Linked DNA regions of Oryctolagus cuniculus: region 2 is linked to region 1. The links are chromatin contacts, called in public Hi-C maps. All regions are on one chromosome and are shown on one strand. The core of a region is the stretch at or near the end of the contact, and the rest is flanking DNA. Distances in the headings are between cores, read along the strand shown.

The links. A called contact is a pair of places that touch in the nucleus more often than the background predicts.
Region 2: a Hi-C map of liver shows a contact between it and region 1, with 3 times the contacts expected there. The contact joins the promoter of HHEX here to the enhancer-like site in region 1. A contact is called at or near these places in 2 of 6 Hi-C or Micro-C datasets (liver and an unstated tissue).

The regions. Positions count from the first base shown.
Region 1 is chr15:37,868,026-37,874,446 of mOryCun1.1, forward strand. All of the region lies in intron 1 of EXOC6 (exocyst complex component 6), which reads right to left. Among named protein-coding and RNA genes, the nearest start is that of EXOC6, 42 kb to the right of the region's middle. Within about 2 kb of position 2,681, at least 1 of the 8 cell types and tissues checked has an H3K27ac peak or open chromatin away from gene starts, as enhancers often do.
Region 2 is chr15:37,933,909-37,941,071 of mOryCun1.1, forward strand. It overlaps HHEX (hematopoietically expressed homeobox), which reads right to left and starts at 3,649. Exons shown (of 4, transcript XM_002718509.5): 1 at 3,169-3,649; 2 at 1,081-1,259; 3 at 843-893. The coding sequence starts at 3,529.

The DNA of each region.
Region 1 (6,421 bases), core at 1,431-3,930:
GTGGGCAAGTAAGCCTGGAAACGGTCATGTCACCCAATCCTGAGCTTGGGAACTAAGGGTAGGGTGAGGCAATGAAAAGTGTCTGCAAGAAAACTGCTGGGAAGAGTTCCACTCCAAGATCAAAGCAGAAGCTTGAGGATTTGGCGGTGGGGAAATTTTTTTCAGGCTTTGGAGATAATTGTCTAAAATGTGACTACTCAGACTTTGGTAGCCATCTTGAACCACAAGAGAACCAACAGAGTTAATGTCCTAGACGGGTAAGCCACTTTCCAATCTGCAGTGTCCCACCTCACAATGCTGTTGTTATGGAATATAGAAAACAAGTAGGGGTGGGAGCTTGACCTACTCGTTAAGACTCCACTTGGGATTCCTGTATCCAATATCCTGGACAAGTGCCTGGGTCCAAATCCCAGCTCCACTTCCACTTCCAGCTTCCTGCTAATGGGCACCCTGGGAGGTCTCAAGTAATTGGATCCCTGATACCCATATGAGAGACTGAGACTGAGTCCCTGGCTTCTGACTTCAGCCTGGCCCAGCCCTGGCTGTTGTGGCATTTGGGGAGTGAATCGGTGGATAGGAGCTCTCTGTCTCACTCTCTATTCCTCTGCCTGACAAATAAAATAAACAAGTATTTTAAATATTCCGCTTTACTAAAAATAAAGGATACACAAATGAAAATAAGATATTGTTGCCTATTAGTTTTTATAAAATTTTGATAATTCTAGAGTTGTTAAGTGTTTCAGGAAATAGGCCCTCTCAGACTTTTGAGAAGATTGCAAACTGGTCCACTGGTACCAAATTTAGCAGTGTTTATTAAAATTTAAAATGTAAATGTAACCCAACAATCCTGTAGAAATACTGACATATATGTACAAAGATGTCTGCACAGAATATTCAGTACTACACTGTGTGTTAAGCCAAAATTACTTCAAGTAGTCTGAAGTCCACCAGTAAAAAATTAAGTAAGTAAATTATAACACATTATATTGCAGAATATCCACAGCAACACCAAATAATTGAATAAATCTGTATATGTAAGGATACCTCAAAAGATTCATGGAAAATGTAATTTAAGGATGTTTTTATTGGTTCAAAATATTATGAAATCTGTCCATATTAAAGGGTCTTCAAAAAGTTCATGAAAATGTATCTTATGAAAAATTATGCATGGACTTCAAAATCTTTTTGCATCAAAATAAACTTTTTTTGAGGGGGGCAGGCAGAGTTAGACAGTGAGAGAGAGAGAGACAAAGAGAATTATAGACAGTGAAAGAGAGACAGACAGAAAGGTTTTCCTTCCGTTGGTTCATTCCCCTAATGGCCGCTACAGCCGGCGCTGCGCCAATCCAAAGCCAGGAGCTGGGTACTTCCTCCCAGTCTCCCATGCGGGTGCAGGGCCCAAGCACTTGGACCATCCTCCACTGCCTCCTCGGGCCACAGCAGAGAGCTGCACTGGAAGAGGAGCAACCAGGACAGAATTCAGCGCCCCAGCTGGGACTAGAACCCGGGGTGTTGACGCTGCAGGTGGAGGATTAGTCAAGTGAGCCACGGCACCGGCCAATAAACTATCTTTTAATTCCATTTTTCTGAAAACTTTTTGAAGTGCTCTTACACTATCTGAATCTATTCGTTTCACACTGGATAGGAAAACATGCATGCTCCAAAAGGGTTTATATGCATCCTATTCTCCCTCTCCCTTTCTCCCTCACTCCTTCTCTCTCTCTCTCCCTCCTTCCCCCTTCCCTCTCTATGTCTCTCTTCTTTTCTACCAGTAAAATACTCCTATGTATACTGAAATAAATCTGGAATGATATATAACAAACAATTACCAATAGGAGCTGAAATGAAGTTCTTAAATTTTAAACTGGTATACATTTCTGTACTTAGTATGTGTGTAAATGAAACACACTTTCTGCTTCTACAGTTAGAAGAAAAAAGATTTTTCATCTCTTCAATCTATGGCAAGTACTGTTCTTTGGTTAGCATGCACAGCTATTCTAAGAAGGTGGTAAGCAAATGTCTCAACTCTGTACCCAGACAAAAGGAAGTCCTGGATACTGGAGCCACTCTGGGAATCTGTGTCCTGTGTGGGGATCCAATGTGAAGAGAGACTGGCCCTTGGCCATCAAGGGAGTCTAAGAAACAGCATTCAGGGGGAAAAGCTGAAGAGATGGCCAAAGAGCCCAGCCAAAGAGACCAGCAGAGAGGCTGAGGCAATAACCTTTTACTTTCTTCAAGTATATGCGTTTTTTAGGTGTAACTTAAATTGCTTTCCGGTCATAGGCTTGTGAAAATTTGCAGACTTCCTCAATGCAAATAATTTTTTAAAGAATGCCTCATTATATCCCTGTGGCTCAGAGATGTTAGAGCATCAAGCTGTGTTCCCCTTCCTTTGCACCTGCTTCTGGTAATGGTGCACCTTATGGCAGAGCTGTTGCAAGATGGCAGTCCCTGCCCAATTCCTGAAGCACTGAGCTGGGGGAAAGATGTTCGCTGCACCTCTCTATCCCCCGAAAGCTGTTTGTCTGAGGCCTCTGAGGCAGTCAGCCATTTCCCAGGGCAGCAGGCTGGGTGACAAGTCCTTTTTAGGCAAAGCATGAAAAGGAGCTGGTTGAGCGGCTCTAAAAAAACCTTGGTCAACAGGGTGGAGCCAGGCCAGGGCAGAGGCATTACTTCACAGTTGCATTGGCTTCCTGTGGCTGCCAATAGAGGCAGCATCTGGCAGCCAGCCCACCGCAGAGAAGAGGGAACTCCACTGAGAAGAAAATAGCAATGAGGCCCCAAAGGTGGAAGTGCAGCCTGAGAAACTTCAGTTTGCCTGGGACTGATCGGCCTGCCAGGCTTGCCTCTGGGCCAGGCATCCAGTACTGATGCCCTCCTTAAGGAAGTGCCTTCTCTAAGCAGTTTACACACATTCTCTCATCTGTATCATTTACTCTACATCATAAGACCCTGAGGCAGCCGCCATTTCTCAGACAGGACAACTGAAGCTCAGAGTTGAAATAACTTGCACAAGGACACACAGCCAGACTGTAGGGGAGCTAAGACTACAGCTCCCTGGTGGCCAGCTCTTCAGCCTGACCATGACAAGCAAGTGAAAATCAAAAGGACAACGTGACCCTAATCTTGAGTGAAAATGGAGAAGATGAGGTAAAGACTGCCTGCAACAGTCACCGTGGATTGGAGCAATCGTGCCTCCTCCCCAGAAGGTAATATTTTGGGTTTTCCTTCCTTGCACACAACCAGGCAAATGACTGCAATTCTAAAAAGAGATAAATATAAAAACAAGAAGTGAAACGCTCAGACACCTGAAACCCAACCATTTCTGCAAGCAAGCGAGAGCCCGCCGAGCTGCCACATGCAGAAATAGGCCCGTCCTGTTTAGATAGGCGTTGTTTTGCTACATGGCTGCATATGCAGTGAAGTGATAGCAGGTCCTGAGGGTCCACTCCTTTGATGAGTTCCACACACAAAGGCCTGCATTTTGATGTAATCTGATAGCATGTAGTTCAGTCCTGGACAAACTGCTACTGTGAGGAAGTGATAAACCCAACTTCCTGCTGAAAACTGCCTGAGATAACACTTTCCATGGACTGGAAGGGAAAAAAAGAGGCAATGCTTGCTACAGAATTTAAAAGGAACTATTCCCTTCTTAACAAATAACCTCTTTTTCATGTGGTCCCAGCACCAGCTAAGCAAAACTGATTGCAGCCTGGTGACTATGTGGTAATTCTAGGTATGACTTAACTCTGACTTTTATTTATAGGCAAAGTCATTCGAGGTCCCCTTGATTTTTCTTTTAAGGATATGATAGTTCAACACTCTAAACCTTAGGTATCATCTTGGCCAAGAGAACTTCCTTGAAATTTAACAAGGACTCAGATTGAAAAAATCAAAGTTACATTAACTGGCTCAATGGTGTTCCCACTGAGTCACTACAGAGGCTCATTTGGTTTGAACAAACACACAAGGGAAGAGTTGCCAAATTACCCGAGGACCAACAGCTGTTTCTGCAATGCTAAAACAAGGTCAAGGTGACAATTTCACTAAGTATTTGTGTAGCTTGTGTCATACATAAACAACCAGTAAGAGCAGATTGTGCCAGAAATTTGCTTTGAATACATTCATTCATTTATCACAAATTTAGAAATTACATATCCAGTGCCTACTGTGTGCTAGCAAATATGGTGGTGAACAAAAAAGAGATATCCCCCTGATTTCAAGGACTTTCCAGTCTAGTTAGGAAGGCAAGTTTTAAAGCAAACACAAACACATGTATACTTCACATATTAAAAATTGTTTTCTGAAGAGAAAAAAAGACATGGTCCAATTTCAGTTTTTTTAAAGCCAAATTTTCAAAAGACATTATTGAAAGGCAGAAAGAAAGAGAGCTCTCCCATTTGTTGGCTCACTCCCCAAATGCCCACAAAAGCTGGGGCTGAGCTAGAATGAAGCCAGAAACCTGGAACTAAATTTAGATCTCCTACATGAGTATCAGGGACCAACTACCTGAGTTATCACCTCCTGCCTCCCAGGGTGTGCATAAGCAGGAAGCTGGAACCAGGACAGAATGGAGAATTGAACCCAGGTAAACTGATATGGGATGTAGGCATCCCAAGTAGTATCTTAAATGCTACACCAAACACCTGCCCCCAATTTCAGTTCTGATGGCATGGTCAGCCAAGACCTAACCAATGATGTGATAATTAGGCCAGCAGACCAGGAATAAAGGAAGAGCTCCTGAGCTGGCAAAGAGGTGTGTGCCTTCAGGAAACGCAAGGCAAGGCTATGGGCTGTGCTAGGAGCCTGGGAAGTAATGAGGAATCACGCAGGGCCTCATGGATCACATGGAGGAGTTTGGCTTTATTCTGAGAACAGCAGGAAACATTCCATTAATACTGTTGACTTCGAATACTGTTCTGCTTCTAGAATGTTTTCTAGGCAAGGATTTCAAAGAGAATGCAGCAGCTCTAATGTCCCTTGGGGAAAACTGTGTGAGCTAAAACTCCTACAATTTGGGTGCATCAATACAGTCAGTTCAGTTAAGCCTCAAACTGGAAGGGGAAAAAAATTAGAGCAATAAAAACTAATCAGTTGGGGGCCGGTGCTGTGGCATAGTGGGTTAAGGCCCCAGTCTGTAGTGCTGGCATCCCATATGAGCACTGGTTCAAGCTCTCCGATCCAGCTCTCTGTTGTGGCTTGGGAAGGCAGTAGATCTCCTGGCTTCAGATAGGCTCAGCTCCCGTCGTGGTGAGTGAACAGTGGATGGAAGACCTCTCTCTCTGCCTCTGCCTCTCTATAACTCTACTTTTCAAATAAATAAATAAATAAATCTTTAAAAATTAATCAATTGGATCACCAGTCATTTCATAATTTTAATATGATTCTAGAGTCCCATGGTGCTTTTTTTGTTTTTTTTTTGTTTTTTTTTTTTTTTTTGGACAGGGAGAGTGGACAGTGAGAGAGAGACAGAAAGAAAGGTCTTCCATTGGTTCACCCCCAATGGCCGCTGTGGCCAGCGCACTACGCTGATCCGAAGCCAGGAGCCAGGTACTTCTCCTGGTCTCCCATGCGGGTGCAGGGCCCAAGGACTTGGGCCATCCTCCACTGCACTCCAGGGCCACAGCAGAGAGCTGAGTCCCATGGTTCTTACCAACAGACAGCACCTTGGCAGTCATGTGGACCAATTCTTTCTCATTTTACAAGGGAAGCAACTGAGGTCCAGAAAGCACTCAACTCCTGGCTGAAAGCAAGATCCCCTCTGAGAAAGCTGCTCCTAAGGCCGGCGCCGCGGCTCACTAGGCTAATCCTCCGCCTAGCGGCGCCGGCACACCGGGTTCTAGTCCCGGTCGGGGCGCCGGATTCTGTCCCGGTTGCCCCTCTTCCAGGCCAGCCCTCTGCTGTGGCCCGGGAGTGCAGTGGAGGATGGCCCAGGTGCTTGGGCCCTGCACCCCATGGGAGACCAGGAAAAGCACCTGGCTCCTGGCTCCTGCCATCGGATCGGTGCGGTGCGCCGGCCGCAGCGCGCCGGCCGCGGCGGCCATTGGAGGGTGAACCAACGGCAAAAGGAAGACCTTTCTCTCTGTCTCTCTCTCTCACTGTCCACTCTGCCTGTCAAAAAAAAAAAAAAAAAAAAAAGCTGCTCCTAAACAACAAAATTCAGGGCTGCCATACCTTCTGCTTTGCAAACTGGGCACTAGAATTCAGGATGTTTCTAGGTTGCTCAGGGATCTTTGGCCTGCCTCTCTCCTCCAAAGCTCGCTCACTTGCTCTCCTCTCTCTCTCTCTCTCTCTCTCTCTCTCTCTCTGGGTTAATTCAGAATTTCTGCACTGGACTCAGGATTTTTTTGAAGTCTTTGAGATGTGCAAGTAAATGCCCCCATTTTGAGAACCACCCTGGCGCTGGGGTCGGAGGACTTGG
Region 2 (7,163 bases), core at 2,399-4,898, 67 kb after region 1:
TCTGGAATGAAAAAGTAAGAGCAAGAATATTTTAAAATCCACATTGCTAAAACTTTGTGTTTTTGTTTCAAAATCTTTTATATACTCGAAATTGTATATGCACTGGCAAAGCGAACAGTGTAGCAATTTTCCTGTAATTTCGGAAACCCATCCAAATTAGGACATCAAAAATGAATCTTTAGCTTTAAGCCAATAGAGCTTCTTTAGAAACTCAACCTTTAGTTTTTATCACATATTGCGAAACAAGGTCATTGGAAGAAAGACTGCAAGAAAGTCTAAGCCACTTTGCAAATAGGCTTGAATATTTTCTTACATGTTTTATAATCGTTTTAAGAGCTGGCATTAGGTGGAAAATAATTTTAAACTCTTTGATATTTAATTCTTGTTTTAAAAAAAAAAACAATGCAAACAAGACTTAAAGGTGTTTGTTTCCTTATATTTACCCTTGAGTTCTGTCTGGTTTTATTATGGCTGTGTAAATAAAAGAAACAATTTTCTCCCGAAGATAACTGCTTAAGTCATTTACTGTCAATTACTTTATCTTTCCTGCGTTAATTAGATAAACAACATATGGGGTTTATAAAACAATTAGCCGGGAGTTTTACTAGCCAGTGTGTGAAAACCCAAGCATAATTGATATAGGAACTGCATTAGGCGCTTTTAGCATTACTGCCACCTGAGCAACTCATCCTGCATTTCGGCAGGAGTATTTGCCTTTTTAATCAAGGTGGAGAGGTTAAATAGTCTCTCAAATGACTTTTGCATACAGCCCATAACAGGCCCCGCAAAGAGATAACATGATAAAAATATTTATTTCCATAGAAACGGAACCACGTCGATACCTGTTTTAGTCTTCTCCATTTAGCGCGTCGATTCTGAAACCAGGTTTTGACCTACAGGAAGGAAAGAAAGCAAACTTGCCAGGAGCTCGGGATCCAGAGATCGAGCGAGCGGGCGCTGGGAGGCGGGAAGACGCGGCCGGGGGCGACGAAGCCGGCCAGCCCTCCAGGGGCGCACGGGCCCCGTGGCCCCCAGCGTCTCCCGCGCGGACCACCCCGGCAGGAGGCCGGGCGCGCTCACCTGCCTCTCGCTGAGCTGCAGCATCTTGGCCAGCCGCTTCCTCTCGGGCGGGGAGAGGTACTTCTGGGTCTCGAACTTCTTCTCCAGCTCAATGGTCTGGTCGTTGGAGAACCTCACCTGGCCGCCTTTCCTCTTATGCAGAGGCCTCTGCAGGAAGGGGCTCCAGAGCAAGGGTTTGCCTGCGGAAGGCGGGAGCGGAGGTCAGCGCGGTCCATCCGCTCCAGGCCTGCTCACGGGGTGACAAAGGCGGCGAGGGGGGCTCCGGGGGCCACCCAGACACGTCCACTGGGCAGCACTACTCTCCCCCCCTCCCCGCGCAGCTGGACACAAACGCACATATCTCTGGGCTTAATAGACCTGGGCCTTATTTCACCAAGAACTGCTACGCAACTGTTTCCACCGCCAAGTCCTCTCCCTGAGTGACCCGCATTCCCAAACCCTCGGGGTAGGGAGTGGAACGCGGGGGTGTGCGTTTGGGGGCGGAGCGGGGCTGCTTCACTACCCCAGTGCAGGCTGTGCGTGCGGGCAGCGACCGGCGCGGGTGCCCCGTTAGGCCGCGCGATGAGCCTCCAATCCGGACCGGAGCGCGCCGCGGTAGCCTCTGATTTCACACTCGGCCGGCGGAGGCGGCCAGTTAAAGCCACGCCGTGGGCTATGGCAACATTTCCGTCAATGTGTTTCCTGTTGGTCTATCTCGAAAAACCCTCCGCTTCCTCCTGCGCAGTCCCAGCAGTAACCCAAGGAAACCCGGAGAGCGCTCGGCGACAACGTTCGCCACAGACCGGCCAGGCCGAGGGTCCCACTCGCGCCGGGCCCCACGGGAGAGTAGTCACGCCATGGGGCCGCGGCACCAAACCCTCGAGGCTGGAATAAGAAACACGACCCAAGTTTGCAAAGGAACTCAGACACTACCCCTCCATCTCGCCAAAGGTGCGCGCCGAGTTCAACGACATCAAGTCCATAATGAATTAAAATGCTAATGGCCTCCAGGGTCCCTACTGAAGCTGCCAACAGCAGAGTAGATTGAAAACCCTGGTGGCCCCAGCCGCGCCGCCCAGCTTCCTTATTTGCCCCAGGGCTTCAGACCCCAGAGGCGCCAAGGGCCACCCAGGGAGCGAATCACGGGTGGCTTAATTCTAAGCCGGCGCGCTTAGGGGACAAGCCCCGCAAATTCGGTGCGCCCCAAGTATCGGCCGGCGCCGGGATGGAGGGGGTCTGCAGTTTCCCACTGCCAAAGGGGGTGTCCGTCCGTCCCTCCGTCGGTGCCTCTGCAGGCCTGCGCCTAAACGCTTTGAAAGCTGGTATTGTTTTTTCGAGATTTTGCTTGCGTCAGGCTTCAGACTGGTGCAAAACAGCCTCGAGAAGAAGAAGAAAAAAAAAAAGGAAGCAACTGGTTATTTTAGCTGCCATACAGTCACATCCCACACAGAGGAAATGAACAATATCAGAAAAACGGATCCCGGCTATCAGAAGTCGAGTGTTTCCTGAATTTGTCTGTATTGAGGATGTCGATAAAATAATCAGCAGCGTGCACTACTCCGGGGGAAGGGTCTGCTTCATGCAGCCAGGAAAACACTTAACAGCTTCTGAAACCAGATTTACTCCTATCGAGAACTCAAGATTTCCTGTATGAACGGAAAGGGTCAGGCTCTTTCACTGCACAAGCTTGTTGAACCCAGGCCAGCCCGGTAACCACCCGGGGCCCAGCAGCTCGCGCTCTCTGCCCCGCAGGAGCCGGCCCGCGCCGCCCCGACACCCGCTGCCTTCGTCCCTCCGGCGCAAAGGCCCCCACCCCGGGCGACACGCGCGGCCCACGGCGGCTCTCCCCCTGGCCCGCGCATCCCGACGCCTGCAAGGTGCAGGAAAACCAATCTGAGTCACCGTGCGGTCAGCCCAGGCCCGCGCTTCGAGTCCCCCCCGCCCCCCCCCCGCGCGCCCGAAAGTTGCTTTTCAGTCGCTTTCGCCACAACTTTCTATTGCTTTCCCCCGCGCCGCCCCCGCCGCCTCCCGGGCGCTGCCACCTGCCGGGTGGCGCCTCTCTAACCGTCGCCGGGGGGCTCGGCCCCACCGTGACCCCGGCCGCCTTACCTAAGGGGTCGTGGCGGAGCAAGGCGTGCGTGTAGTCGTTCACCGTCCGCGGGAAGGGGTACAGAGGGCCCCCGAAGCCGCTGGGGCCGTAGGCGGCGGCCAGCGCGGCGGCGGAGTGGTGGGAGAAGGCGGGGTGGATCGGCGTGGGCTCGTATACCGGGGTCCGGTAGGAGGACACGAGGCTGGTGAAGGACGAGTTGGGGGACGGCAGCGTGGGGGTGGGCGTGGGCGCGGCGGGCGCCCGGCCCAGGATGTCCTCGATGTAGAAGGGCGTCGGGTGCGCGGGCTGCAACAGAGGCGTGGGCGCGTACAGGGGCACCCCCGCCGCCGCCGCCGCGGGCCCGGGGTGCGGGTACTGCATGGCTCCGTACGCTGCGGCCCCTCCGAGAGCTGCCGGCCCGCGCCGCGGCGCTACATTTATCCGCGCTCCGCGCTCCCGGCGATAGGCTCCGCCGGCCGCGGGGTGGGGCCGCGCTCGCTGGCCCCTTCCTGCCGCCGGGCTCTGCGGCCAATGGCGCGGGGCCCCCAGAGCCGCCTCCCGCCCCCACCCCCGGCCCGCCCCCCGCCGGCCGAGCTCTCCGCCCCCCCACTACCGTCCCGGACCCGCTAGCTCCCTGGCTCCAGAGACCCTGAGCCGGGGCGCCCCGCCGCCGTCCCCATCCCGGCTCGGGGCTGCAGACACCTCGGGGCCAGGGACGCCTTCGAGGGCAGCCCAGAGGCGCGGCCGTCGCTAGAGGCGCGTGGAAAGTAGCCGCTTGGAGCGCAGGCCTGGCCCGGAGGCACTTCTGCCGAAACTCGGGGCGGGTGGGGGAAAGGAGGACAGTCCAGACACGAGCCCGGCCCCTGACCCCGGGAGAGATGCGGCGGGAGTCGGGGGCGCCGAAGCGCTGGCGGAGGAACGCTCCGCTACCCGTGCGCCCCTCCCTTTCCGAGGCACGGCGGCGCTGGCTGTGGTCGCTGGCAGCAGGAGAGCGCCCTGGGTTCCCGGCGCTGCTTCAGAGAGCCCCGGCCCTGAGCTGCGTACCCCGCGGAGCCCGCACCACTGGACTTAAGGTGCTCCGGGCCGTGGGCCGCTCCAGCCCGTTTCACTTGCGGGGCTCGGTCTCAGCCGCCTCCCTCCATGGGATGCTAGCAGAAAGCTGCTCTGGACAAGACTCCAGGGGGAGCCCGGGGCCACGGCGTCGGGCAGAAGCTGTGCAGTCTTCTTGGATCCCATGGAGGGGGGCTGTCCCCTGTCCGTTCTCCGCCTGCCCTGGGGGTCACAGCTGCGCGCAGCCGGGCTTCCCCGTTCTGCATGTGTTTCCTATTGACGCGGTGGCGCTGGCCCGCGTGGCCCCGGCTCTGTTCGACTCCACTCGCCTCCGGGGCGAGGGGGCATTTTATTGATTGACGCCCTCCTGCGGTCGTCACACCTCGCGGTGAGCTGTTTCTGCTGAGGTCCTCCATTAGTCGTGGAAATGGAAAGACTTCCCAGCTTCTGCTATTGCGCAGAGTATAACGTCTACGCCTTGGCACTTTTTCCAGCTGCAGCCGGGCCGGGGTGGGAAGAGGAGGGGCCCGGGAGCCGGATGGTCTGGGTTCGAATTTCATTGCACACGTTTTTGTTGCGCGGCTACTGTGGGCCGGCAGTGGACGGGTCACGCGCGGCCTCTGCCCTCGGGAGACGGGAGGCAGATCCAACGCGGTGACCTGTAGGCGTTTGGGAGGAGACGTCCCTAATTACCTTAAACCTGGTTGCGGGGGCGGGGGGGGGGCGGGAGGAAGTCGTTAAGGGAGGGAACGGCTTCCCAAGAACAGGATGCTTGAGAGGAGCAGGTGTCACCAAGCCCGAGGGGGACGGGGACCAACACTCCCAGCCCAGCGTCTAGCGTCTAGTGTTCGGTAAATGAAGCTTCGGTGGAGCCATCACCTTCGGCCTTTTTCTCCTGGAACATTTGAAACTTGGCCTGAAGATGCCTGATCTTTTTGAGTTGGGGTCATAAGTATCTTTAGGCATCTGACTAGAGCAACAAGTGCAGACCCAGCGAGTGTAGTGTGCTCTCATTCCGGCTCAAACCTTGGGGGCTAGGTGAGAGAAAGGGAGAGAAGAGAGGGGGAAGGGGAGATTGCTCTTTTTTTACATAAATTATTTCTGGAAGAATAACGAACTAGTGACCTAGTGACGACTTTAGCTATCCCGGAAGAGAAAGGTAGGGTTGGAGGGCAAATGCCCACCTTTTGAGTGTTTGAAGAGTTGACCCATGCAAAAGTATGAAGTGAGCTCGGTAGGTGCCAGAAACTATGACAGGAAGACAGAACTGCCTTGAAGGGGCGTCCATTAACCAAAACCGGGTGATGTAAGCCGCAAAAGTAAATTATGGCAGTGGACATTTGGCCTAGCGTTTGAGATGCCCACACCCCATATCCCAGTTCCTGGATCCGAGTCTGCAGCTCCAGTCCCCATTCCGGCTTCTTGCCAATGCACACCCTGGGAGGCAGTAAGTGATCGCTCAAGTAGTTAGGTGCTATCACCCGTGCGGGAGACCCAGATTGAGTTCTGTGCTCCTGGCTTCACAGGCATCTGGGAAGGGAACCAGGAGATGGAAGTGAACGCTCTCTCTCTCCTCTTTCTCCCTCTCAAATAAATAAATAAAAATTTTATTTTTTAAATTTGAAAAGCCAAGTTACAGCGGGAGAGACACAGAGATCTTCTATCTGCTGGCTTACTCCTCAAAATGGCCGCAACAACCATGGTTTGGGCCGTGCCAAAGCCAGGACCAAGAGACCCATCCAGGCCTCCCGAAGGGTGGCAGGGGCCCAAGGACTCAGATCATCTTCAGCTGCTTTCTCCAGGCAAGTTAGCAGGGAGCTGGATGGGAAAGTGGAGTAGCTGGGACTCCAAACAGCACTCATATGGGAGGCCAGTGTTGCAGGCGGCAGCTTAACCCTCTGCACCACAACTCTAGCCCCAATAAGTGAAAATTTTAAAAATACATGATTGAATATAACAACTTGTAAGTCCACAGTGATATTCAAAGAGAGGGAGAAAGGGATGGTGGATGGGAAATCTGCAGCGATGCCAGCTGACAGAAGTATTCATTAAAACTCAAAAACGGCCTTATTCACCCAAGAAGGGCCAGCATTGCACATCACAACCATCACATGAAATGCAGATGAGAATTTTCACAGAATCTCAGAGGATTGTCCCAAATGTTTGATTCTGGAGTTTTAAGAAAACTGTAAGTGACATTTTGGTGGAGAAAACTATGAACTGCATGTTTTATGTTTGGTATTCTGAGTTATATAAAAAAGTCCTAATTCTTGGGAGATGCAAATTAAAATATTTAGGAGTGATGGGTAACAGTATTTGCAACTTACTTTCAAGTAGCTCACTACACATACACGTAAACACACATGTAACATACACATGTAAAATGCACACATCTGTATAAATATACATATGTGTATATATACAGAGAGATACAAGGGATGTTCAAAAAGTTTACAGAAATGAATATTTGAAAAATGCATGGATTTCAGAAGTTTTTGTACACAGACAACTTTTAATTCCATTTTCCACGAACTTTTTGAAGTACCCTCATAGAGCAAATGTAAAAAAATTACTGGTGAATTCAAGTGCAGAGTATACAGATATTCATTGTACTATAGTTTCAACTTCTCTGTAGGTTTGAAATGTTTTAGCATAAAAACTGGAAAAAATTAAGTGTGATTTTTGTTGCACAGTGGAAGCACTGTCTCTTGGGTGTTTGGGAGTCACTGGGAACCCTTCTGAGGGGCAGCTCTAATGTTGTGCTGCCCCGCCAGTCCTCACTCTCCCCACGTGGCCTGCTTGAGAGTCACTGTGTCCCGAGGACATGTAACAGCTGCAAAGACAGGACAGAAACTACCTGAAGTCGGATGCGCCTTCACATTTAGGTCAGAGCCTTTGAAGACTGGGACCTCTTAGAACTAAGGAGATGACTGTGATTAGCATCTTTCTCAAAATTTGTTTCCCC